3 separate regions of the Mus musculus genome follow, and regions 2 and 3 are each linked to region 1. Evidence: chromatin contacts called from public Hi-C data. All regions are on one chromosome and are shown on one strand. The core of a region is the stretch at or near the end of the contact, and the rest is flanking DNA. Distances in the headings are between cores, read along the strand shown.

What was found. Hi-C and Micro-C count contacts between places; a contact is called where the count stands out from the background.
Region 2: a Hi-C map of cerebral cortex shows a contact between it and region 1, with 3 times the contacts expected there. The contact joins two enhancer-like sites. A contact is called at or near these places in 2 of 484 Hi-C or Micro-C datasets (cerebral cortex and forebrain).
Region 3: a contact with region 1 is called in a Hi-C map of cerebellum, with 2.6 times the contacts expected there. The contact joins two enhancer-like sites. A contact is called at or near these places in 8 of 39 promoter capture datasets (the 3T3-L1 cell line, the C10 cell line, the HPC-7 cell line and 4 more), 10 of 15 datasets of contacts at CTCF or cohesin (the NIH/3T3 cell line, embryonic stem cells, hippocampal excitatory neurons and 4 more), 133 of 484 Hi-C or Micro-C datasets (3T3-L1-derived adipocytes, the AML12 cell line, the AtT-20 cell line and 63 more), 14 of 115 datasets of contacts at active chromatin or transcription factors (PVALB interneurons, astrocytes, a beta-TC-6 cell line and 8 more) and 1 of 9 other capture datasets (embryonic stem cells).

The regions. Positions count from the first base shown.
Region 1 is chr15:72,527,168-72,530,384 of GRCm38.p6, forward strand. The region is part of intron 1 of Kcnk9 (potassium channel, subfamily K, member 9); the gene reads right to left. Among named protein-coding and RNA genes, the nearest start is that of Kcnk9, 19 kb to the right of the region's middle. Within about 2 kb of position 1,599, at least 22 of the 459 cell types and tissues checked have an H3K27ac peak or open chromatin away from gene starts, as enhancers often do. A contact at or near this core is called in cerebellar granule neurons, cerebellum, cerebral cortex and 2 more, where this site is marked.
Region 2 is chr15:72,905,710-72,908,741 of GRCm38.p6, forward strand. The region is part of intron 15 of Trappc9 (trafficking protein particle complex 9); the gene reads right to left. Among named protein-coding and RNA genes, the nearest start is that of Gm31665, 65 kb to the right of the region's middle. Within about 2 kb of position 1,397, at least 15 of the 459 cell types and tissues checked have an H3K27ac peak or open chromatin away from gene starts, as enhancers often do. A contact at or near this core is called in cerebral cortex, where this site is marked.
Region 3 is chr15:72,081,905-72,085,140 of GRCm38.p6, forward strand. It overlaps a transcript of Col22a1 not described here. Among named protein-coding and RNA genes, the nearest start is that of Col22a1, 49 kb to the left of the region's middle. Within about 2 kb of position 1,922, at least 10 of the 459 cell types and tissues checked have an H3K27ac peak or open chromatin away from gene starts, as enhancers often do. A contact at or near this core is called in cerebellar granule neurons, cerebellum, cortical neurons and 1 more, where this site is marked.

The DNA.
Region 1 (3,217 bases), core at 349-2,848:
TTCTGGGAATGGCCAGGGAGGTGAGTGGAGTCAGGTGGAAGACCTAGGAATGAGCCTACTATGTCAGGATCAGAGAGAGTTTCTTCCCCTCTTCTATTCTCCTCTCTCAGATACTGCTGGTGAGCAAGCTGACAGTGATAAAAGGTGGGGGTTAGACTCATGTGGCCTCTAGCTGTCATGCAGTATACCAGTCCATCTCCTTCCCCACTCAATCCCTGGCTTGGAGCTCACTAGTTGTCCAGGACAGGAGTGCAGGGCTCCACCACCTCTGGTAGTCACGAGGAGCAAACAAAACAGAGCACTCTTTCCCTGACTTGCTCCCAAAATAGCCTCTCACCGCCCAGACACAAGGCTGGCTGGCTCTCCCCCACTCAAACCTGACTCTGCAGATTTCCCAAGCCCTGAGCTGGGTTGGGGGGACAAATGAAGCATAGGGTTTGGTGACTCCTAGCAGATCCAGGTGAGAGAATACCAAGGATGTCATGGCCTTGGGAGGGACAGAGCACTCAATCAAGAGATGCCCAATCCTGTGTTGGGGACTTTGTGATCATCTATATTTAAAAAAAAAATATCCTATGACAATTCCCCACACATTCTCATGTAAGTAAATTCAAAGAGAAATTTCTGGAGAAAAGGCTACATAGGCTAGAATGTAAGTAAATGCAGCAAATAGCTCTCCCCAATAGCTCACTTGTAGCTAGAGAAACATCCCCTCTCACACCCCACATCTCAAGGCTCTGCTAGTGAGAGTAGCCACCCTGGGTCACCAAGGAGGGGCTTTCCTGAGGAGAGGACAGCGTTCAGAGAAAGAACTGTGCCTACAGCAAGTGAAAGATAAATCAATGACATGGAACCTGGGAAAAGTCCCTGGAACCCTTTGAGTCTCAGTTTGCCCATCTACAGAATGGAACCAGGAAGGGGGAAAGGTGGGCAAATAAAGTGGGAATCAGAACTCTGCTTTGTCCTCAGCCCCACCCCCACCCCTAAGCTTCTCTGTGTCATACTTTTCATGAGGATGGCAAAGGAGGTTGGAGATGGTCCCTGGGTATAGGTGAATTAGCCTCACCTAGTGCCTAGGAGTGAGCTGAGCGGATAATAAATGCCAATAGGAGATGGGAGGGGTCTGCAGTTAGAGCATAGCAACCTCCAGCTGCGAACCCACTCCTCCTTGCTTCCTCCGAACTAACCCCTAATCTCAGATGTCACCAGCACCTCCATTTCTGGCCTTCACCATGCTAATCTCTCTGCTAAAGGGCCCCTCCCCCCTCTCTACTGGGGCATCTACTGTTCCCTTGCCATCTGTAGACAGGACCAGCCAGCAGCAGTCAGCTGAGTGAGCAGCTAGGAGTGCTGAATCTTGGCTGAGAACATCTCCTGCAGGAAGGTGTCCGCTACCTTACTGTCCCCTGGTCACAGGGACATGTGTGGACCACTAGCAGGTGCAGACTGGTCAGACTGGATGATAATCACCTGTCTGTCACATCAAGGAGTAGTATGTCTGTAGCAAAACCATTCCAAACTCTCTAGCTAGTCATTGGACAAGAAGTGAAACCAACAGGCAGCCCAGACAGAACTAAAAATCACACTCTAACATGATCTCAAAATAGACTCCAGCTCACAATCCCCATGGCAACGCCCTGGGTCTGAGGACTGTCTCTAAGGAAGGAGGACAGAAGGGTGTGGGACAGGGGAGGCCCCAGACTCTGAATACTCCATGCAAGAGTCCCATTGCCCACAGCTGGCACACAGACAGAGAGGGGCCTGTGGGGTCTCAAGTGCCACTGAAAGGGAGCAAGAGTGGAGAAAAAGCTTGGTGAGTCCAGGGACTGGCGAGCCCCCTGCATTGTAAGGGACATGACACTGGGAAGGGATTTGAACTGTAGCATATGGATCCTCCTCATCTTTAGGGTCTCCACAATGCTATGTCTAACAAATCCCAGTCTAACCCACTCACCACTAGCTAAGTCCGTTCAGACTAGGATGAGGCCAGCAAGTCTTCCTAGGCACTTAGGTTTGAAGACATAATTATCCACCCAGCGCAGGTTCAAAACATCACCTGGCAGACAGAAGGCAGCCTTGGTCTTGCTTATAGTGCCTTTGGGAGGTGAGATGTCAACTCTGTCTTTGTCTCTAACTTGTCTGCTCTTGGCCTCGGCCTTCTAGGCTCCAGAATTGCAGTAAATAAACTGCTGTTATTTATAAGCTTGTTACTATAGCTTGAACTAAGCTCCCCCACACTGAGGCTTCACCTTCCAAAGTTTATCCCTGCTTGAAAGCATATATCTCTTGCCTGCTCACTTACTGGCCTTTCTAATAACTAACTACCCTACAATGTCACAGCTGTATGGAAGAAGTGAGTGTCATCACTTGCTAACACCAGACCCTCCCAGACACAGACCCTTCCCCATCAACCTCTTCCTTTGAGGCACCTGGTCTCATCCCATGACTACAGGGACCTGGGAGTTGTGCCTGAGACTGGCAGGAACTGGCACCCTCTCTTCCTGCTGGCAGTGCCTCTGCCTAGACCAGCCAAGAACTCATGCACAGCATTGGACAGCAGTGGTGGGAAGCAGGGGCCTAAAGTTGCAATGCCTGCACCCTTAGTGTGTCAAAGAGTCAGGTAGCCTAGCTGTGGCCAAGAGCTCTATGGCCAGATCATAGAGCGCCCTGTATGGTCTCCTGCTCAACTTCCCATTGCCCTGATTTAGCAGGTAACAATTCTGAAGGCTTGTGAGTCCCACAGCATACCTTGGATGGGACATGAGACAGTCCTGTGCTGGAGGAGAGGCAGCAAGCAAGGCCTCCATCACCCCAAGCATAGTTCTGACATCCATGGCTGTTTCACTACTTTTGAAGCTGCAGCATATACCACTGCAGGCAATAATGTGAATACTAAAGAGCCATGTACTGTCTGTCTCCCTGGCTCTGACCCAGAGCCCCAGCCAAGTGCCTCATCCACTGTCTCATCAGATCTCACAGAGTCTCTGGGAAGCAGCCATTTCTACCCACTTTACAGGTGGAAACACTGAGTATGGACAATAGTAGGGAAGAAAAGGGGAAGATGTGACAGGTAGTCTGTACATACCATAAGTTTGGACCTGCCTCTGAAGATTTCCTTATGGCCCTGAAGGTTTATTTGGAACCGAAGTCAAGGTTAGTGGTAGAGGAAGTTTGCCCCCAAGCAGAGGGCACATAATACAGAGCCACTGAATGCCTT
Region 2 (3,032 bases), core at 147-2,646, 380 kb after region 1:
ACTATATATATATATATATATATCAAAACACTACCAAACCTATGGTTAGGGCTTACAAATGGCTTAGCAACCAACCCTAGTGACAGGCTATGTTTTTTTTTTTTTAACGTGCTTCTAGAAAGAAAGAAAAAGATATGAACGAACAAGGAGATTGTGTGTATGTGTGTGTGTGTGTGTGTGTGTGTGTGTGTGTGTGTGTGTATGGTAACAGATACCTAAAATAAACTTGAATAGAATGTAACTAAAATAAAATACACTTGCAAAGGTAAAAGAAAGCAAAGGGTGTCTCGTGGGAGTCTGTCAGCGTAGGCTGTTCCAGGTAGAATATTTTTCAAAGATGCCTTCTCATGTATTCATAAAATCCATGGATGCCAAAAGAGCCCATCTGGTTATCATAAAATATGCTCAAGAAAACCAGAGCAGTAGAAGCAGTTGGCTAAAACGATGAGCCAACACTCATCCTTAATTTCCGTAGAGAAAGCATGTTTGTTCATTCAGAAACTCCGCAGTGTGTTTAGGAAAGTAAAAATATGTCTATGGTGACAGTGGAATTGGAGCAGCACGGTCCCCAGCCTCCATGGACAGCCTCATCCGGACACTTCTCTCCCTCCACAGGTGCACACAGTGATGGCACCAGACCTAAGGCCTTCTGCCCTTTCCAGTGTCTGGAGGCTTCCCATTGTCTGCCTGAACACATAGAGTGCTCTGGGGTTCCCAGAAAAGTTGTAGCTTGGGGTACAGTAGCTACTGATATAGGTGGTTAAGTAACCTTCTTTCCATAGAAGAGGATAGATTAGTTCCAGGCTTTATATATATATATATATGTGTGTGTGTATACCCACAAACACACACACATATATATGATTACATATCAAGCTGCTATTAAATCATTTCTTATGGAATAAGATGTCAATCAAAAAAGTGATGATTTTTCTTGATGCTACAACAAAACCATAGAAGGAAGGTAGTTTGTAGCTGCCCTGGAGTGAGACATGCAGAGTTCTCTGGGGAGGCCACTAGTGCAGAGTGGTAGATGTGGCCACAGGTAAGCTTGCTCTTCCTCCTTTTCCCTGTGTACTGTCACTGAATGGCCCTATGCTCGCAGCCTGGGGTTCAGCAGAGACACCAGTGGCTTGCTAAGCTCTGATGAGATCCCGCTCTGCTTCCCACGGGTGGGTACGCTTCTTGCCACCTTTCTGATGAACACCCTGGGAGCAGGCTGCTAAGGGCAGAGGCATCAACACGGTTGTTCATCCAGAGTCCAGGGCTATGTGTGAATCACATCTGACGGTGTACCGCTTCACAGTTTGCTGACAGCTAAAGCAGGGGTTGCCACTGTGGCCTGGGATTACTTTTATCAGTGGGCCGCTGCTCTGCAGTCGGCTGTGTTCTCTCCCATGACCTGCCCGCTCCCCTAACGCTGTCCTCTGAGATCGGAAGAGCTGTTCAGCATCCCTGCCCTGGTCTGCTGTTCTCTTGTGAGAATAAATATGGATTTTTGGAGTTCTCAGTCTTATTTTTTTAAAGAGTGGTGTGACTCATCCCAAAGCACCCGGAAGCTGAAGGCAGCTTGCTTGCAGTCTTAACACAGGGGTATATCTCTTTCTGTCTTTGGAATTCCTAGATGCCTCAGTATTACCACAAACATGTGTTTTGGTTTTGATTTTTTTTTAAAAGAAAGCCTGAGATTTTGTTGAAACTTGGCTTTTCCTTGGTTTAGAAAACATAAGGACGGAGAGAATATTTAACAGTGCCCAACACACTCGCCTGGCATGCAATTCAGTTACTTCCTGCCTGTTCTCACAGGGTCTTCATTTGTGACCAGGAGATCACACCGGTCCTGCTGTCGACATGCCCCTGTGCCAGCACAAGCCCCCTGAGAATCTGTCTGAATGCATGTCGCCCTACTGTGCTTGAGAGGGCAAGTCCAGGATCCTTGTCTCTGAATTCCCAGGTTCTGCCTACCTGCCGCCTACCTGGGTGTCCCTTCCTCACTCAGCCCTTGCCCCCTCAGCCTCGAGAGCTATTCCTTGGTCTCCTTTGAAAAGCCCTGCTGTCCCCCTTTGTCATCAGAAACAGGGGTTCCCCCCCACACACCCAGGGCTCCATGAGAACTTTTCTACCTTGACCCACGCTGCCTTTGTGAAGATGTTCTCATCGGCCATCTGCCTTCAGGGACCAGACACAACCTCTACCCAGTTCCCGGTCCTGTGGGCTTTTGGTCCTTTGGGGAGACAGGGGAGCTCTGACTCCTAAGTTGCCCATTCCCTAGCTGGGTCCCCATGGCAACCTCATTGCTGCTTTCATACTTGTTGCCCCTTTCTCTGCCTTGTGTTTTATACAAACAGGGTGGGCTGCTGCCTTCTCCCCAGCCAGTGTTAACTTCCTTGGTGCCTTCTCTTCTCTGCCCCCTTAGCCCCTTATAGAAGGCCTCCAGGGACGAGAGACTCTGGGCCTGCAGCCCTAGCCTCTTCACAGTCTGACCATCCCATCTAGGCCTTGAGTGGTTCACTGGTGACTTTGAACAGATGTTTATTCTCTTCTGCCAACTTTTTTTTTTCCATATTTGAACTGAAACGGGGGGGGGGGGTATCTTAGATTTTAATCCTGACCTATGATTGCTTTTGGGTTGTGTTGGCCATTGAGTGTTGCTTTTGTTTTGTATTCAGTGGGCTGTCTGCTTTTGCTCCAAAGGAACAAAGCTAATGTGCTGGACTGCCTGCCCATCGTTATATTTAGCCCTGCCACCTACCTGCCTTCTGACTCACAGACAGTCATTTCACAGCGCCGCAGCGTAGCCATGGGAAAGGTCAGCCTGTCCCTGCCTCCCTGGGGCTCGTAGGAGAGCATCTCTGCTGATGTAGACAGCTTCGTGCCACCCACCACATTTGCCCCAGAGGTCTGTTTAATAACCTATGAAGTACGTACATTACTAGGCCCCCTGTTCGGCCAGCATGTGGGAAGGTTGACTTTGTTCTTTGGTTTAAATTCCGGTTGGAAAATAACTTTCTAAGCCCCTGGGATGGAGACTG
Region 3 (3,236 bases), core at 672-3,171, 440 kb before region 1:
TCCCACCCCACAGACACAGGAAATGGAGAAATTGACTTGAGTCCAAGGTGGCCAGGAGCCTGTGGCAACCAAACGTCTTTCCAGAACCTCCCTGAAACATTTCCCCATCATCTAAAATCCATCTCCTCCTCATGGGCTGCACATGACTGACTAGGCAGTGTGCACAAGCGGTGATGTGTCAAAAGTACACTAAGTTCCCCTTATGGCCAGATTGTAGTCTGACAGTCACTCTACCTCATGCATGTTTTCTTTCATATGTAAAGAGCCAGCTTTTACAAAGAGACCTAAAAGTCGATTGGGGACTATTTGGGAAAGGTATAATGGATGGATTAAGGGGAGGGTGCAATAAGAATGGAGATGAGATGACCAGTGAGCATTATGGAAATGTTAGACTCATACTGTTGTACAGTTACTATGCACTATTGAATAAATAATCTAAAAACAACACACAGAGAAGGGGAGCGGAGGGAGGGGGGAGGAAGAGGGAAGTTGGGAGGAGAGAAAGAAAGCAAGAGAAAGAATGAGGAACCAGAGAGCAGCAGAGAGCTGGATCCTGGATCTGGGGCCTGGATTCTGCTCCTGGTACTGATGTGTGGGAGGCAACCTCAATGCTGAAATGAGAGATAGTTCTGGAGTTCAAAGAGACAGTCGTGAGGTCCTTGAATGCAGATCATCTTTCATCTCCATTTCCAGGTGCCAACAGCTTTGCTGGAGGTGAGGGGTTTTGTTTTTTTGTTTTTGTTTTTGTTTATTCGTCATTTAACCTGGGTCTCTGGGACTGGCTGCGGGAGTTAAGTTGTCAGGCACACCTGCCGCCAGGTGCCGCCAGGCACCTCCAGGTCAGGGGACCATGAAGACAAGTGCAGGAGCCTTCTTTGGTCTGCATTTACTGTCCATCCTTTATTCACTAGGCTTCTCTTCCTTTGGGGATTTGATCCCTTCCCCAACCAGTGTCTAGCACTTTGAGCATCAGCTCTTCTACCAACAATGAAGACTTCACAGGTGAGCCACTTCTCAAGTGAAAGGATGTTAACACAGGGATATTTGTGGTTTCCTTTCCTTTCTTTGTGTTGCTTGGTGCCCTCCTTAACATTTGGCCCTTTTTTTTCTCTCCAGCTGAAACAGAGGACAAACCAGTGGCCCATGTTGGGATTCTGTCTAAGCTCCACCCCACAGTTACCTGGCAACAGCCAGGTAGGTCTGGCCCACTCTAAGAGTGTCTGTTTGCCCCCTCCTCTCTCTCTTGTTCTCTTACTCTCTTGCCTCTTGCCCCCTTGTTCCCCCCCTCTCCATTCCCTTCCCCCCTCTCTCCCCGTGGTCATGGCTGGCCTCTACTTCTCTTTCCTTCTCTCTGCCTCTACTACTCTCTTAACTCCCCTCCCCATGTCCTAAATAAACTCTATTCTATGCTATACCATAGTGTGGCTGGTCTCTCAGGGGGAAGAATGCCTTGGCATGGGCTGGCTAAGGCACCCCTTTCTCCCACACCTCACCACACCCCCATAGAACATATCTTATTATTTCTTTATCTTTTTATGATCACAACAGCCCAGCAGTTCTTAAACAGCACAGTGAAGTGTTGATTTAATCCGTCTTTAATATGGAGAGATGTTTAGAAAATGACATTTTCGGTGGCCAGTCTCATATGAGGAGAGAGTTGGCATCTATCAGATCCCTGTTTGGGCTTTTTGTTGAGTGTACTTTCCCTATGCTGGGCTACAACCTGGGTTAGCTGGGGGACTCGCTTAAGCATCTGCCACGAGGAGATGGAAATCAAGTCTGGAAAATGCTACACTAAACTAAACTGCATTAAGAGAGACCTCTGCAAAACAAGATCCATGGAAACTGAGACCGACATTTGGGGGAGGAAGACAATCTGTCAGGTTCTTTCCCCCCTCATAGCTCATGCTGAACAGCAGGGGGCAGCAAAGAACTTCCTATGTGCTCCGCTCACCCCTGCAGTGTGGCAATACTGAGCCTGTGCAGGGATCACCTGGGGAGGAACTTTCTGGAATGAAAACAGGCATCAGCCGCAGTGTCTGAGGCTGGCCAGGAAGGCAGAATGAAGATAATGAAGGATGACTGTCATCTTGCTTAGAGACAGTTTTAGCTGGGAAAACAGCTTGTATTTGCTTGGGAAGCTGACTTTAGTGTCTGTAAATTCAGATGTAAAGGACACAGAAGTGTGAGACTTAGGAGAGAGGATGGTCTTCATCCCATTGCCAGAGGCCCACAGCTCGGCCTCTGACTGCAACTTAATATATAAGATGAGAGGGATAATGGTACCTAAGACTGTCCTGGTAGATTCGTCCACATAAAGCCGGAATAGCACTGACTGTGTGCTTAGCTGTTGATTGATTGCTAACTATTATTGATAACTGCTTTATAATTGGTGCTTGGTGTAGGTGGTGGGTGATATGTTGGCTATAAGGAGGTGGAACCATCACAGAGACCAGGAGGCATAGAGAAAGGATAGAAGGGTACCTGATATGCAGTGGGGCTCCTCCAGAGGCCTCACTGTGCAAGTGAGACTGGGAAGCTACCTATGAATAGGTAGCAGGGAACTTAGTTGCTGGGCTATGATGCATTATATAGAGTGGTGGCCCAATGCACCACTAATCTGGGTTGAAAAGGCTCATGCCATAACCACAGGGTACCTGAACCTAAAGGAAATTATGTTGGTGGTGGGAGGGAGGAACAAATGGGCAGGAATAAGGACCACAGGTGAAGGTAGTAGCTTAGAGCTAAGACAAGCATCTAAGTACAGAGCTGCACAGGAGTCAGAAACAGTAGGGTGGAAGGAGAGGTGTTAGTGATATCCTCAGGACATTAGTAAAGGCTCAGAATCCAGGGGCCTGTAGGAAAAGGCTGAGGGCAGTCAAGAAAGACCAACCATAGACAGTGCAGTTGACCCTCAAGCTGAGTCCATAGTTTTAAAGGCATCGGATACAAACCTCAGGTTTGTTTATAAGTAGACACTGAGAACAAGTAAATACTCATTAATTATGGCAGCTGCTGGACCCTGAACACTGAATTGTCCGGCATTGTTCTGAGCACACGATTGGCCTGTATCATCTCCCTTTCCTCTTTCTCTTATAGGAGGTCAATGAGGCAAGCATCTGTGATGGCCCCCATTTGCTTTGATCTCTGAGGGCTCATGTGGCAGCCATAGGCTTGATCTTCTTGATTGTGTGTCTAAGACTGAGGCGATGAGAGCTGGTGAAGTTGTGACATAG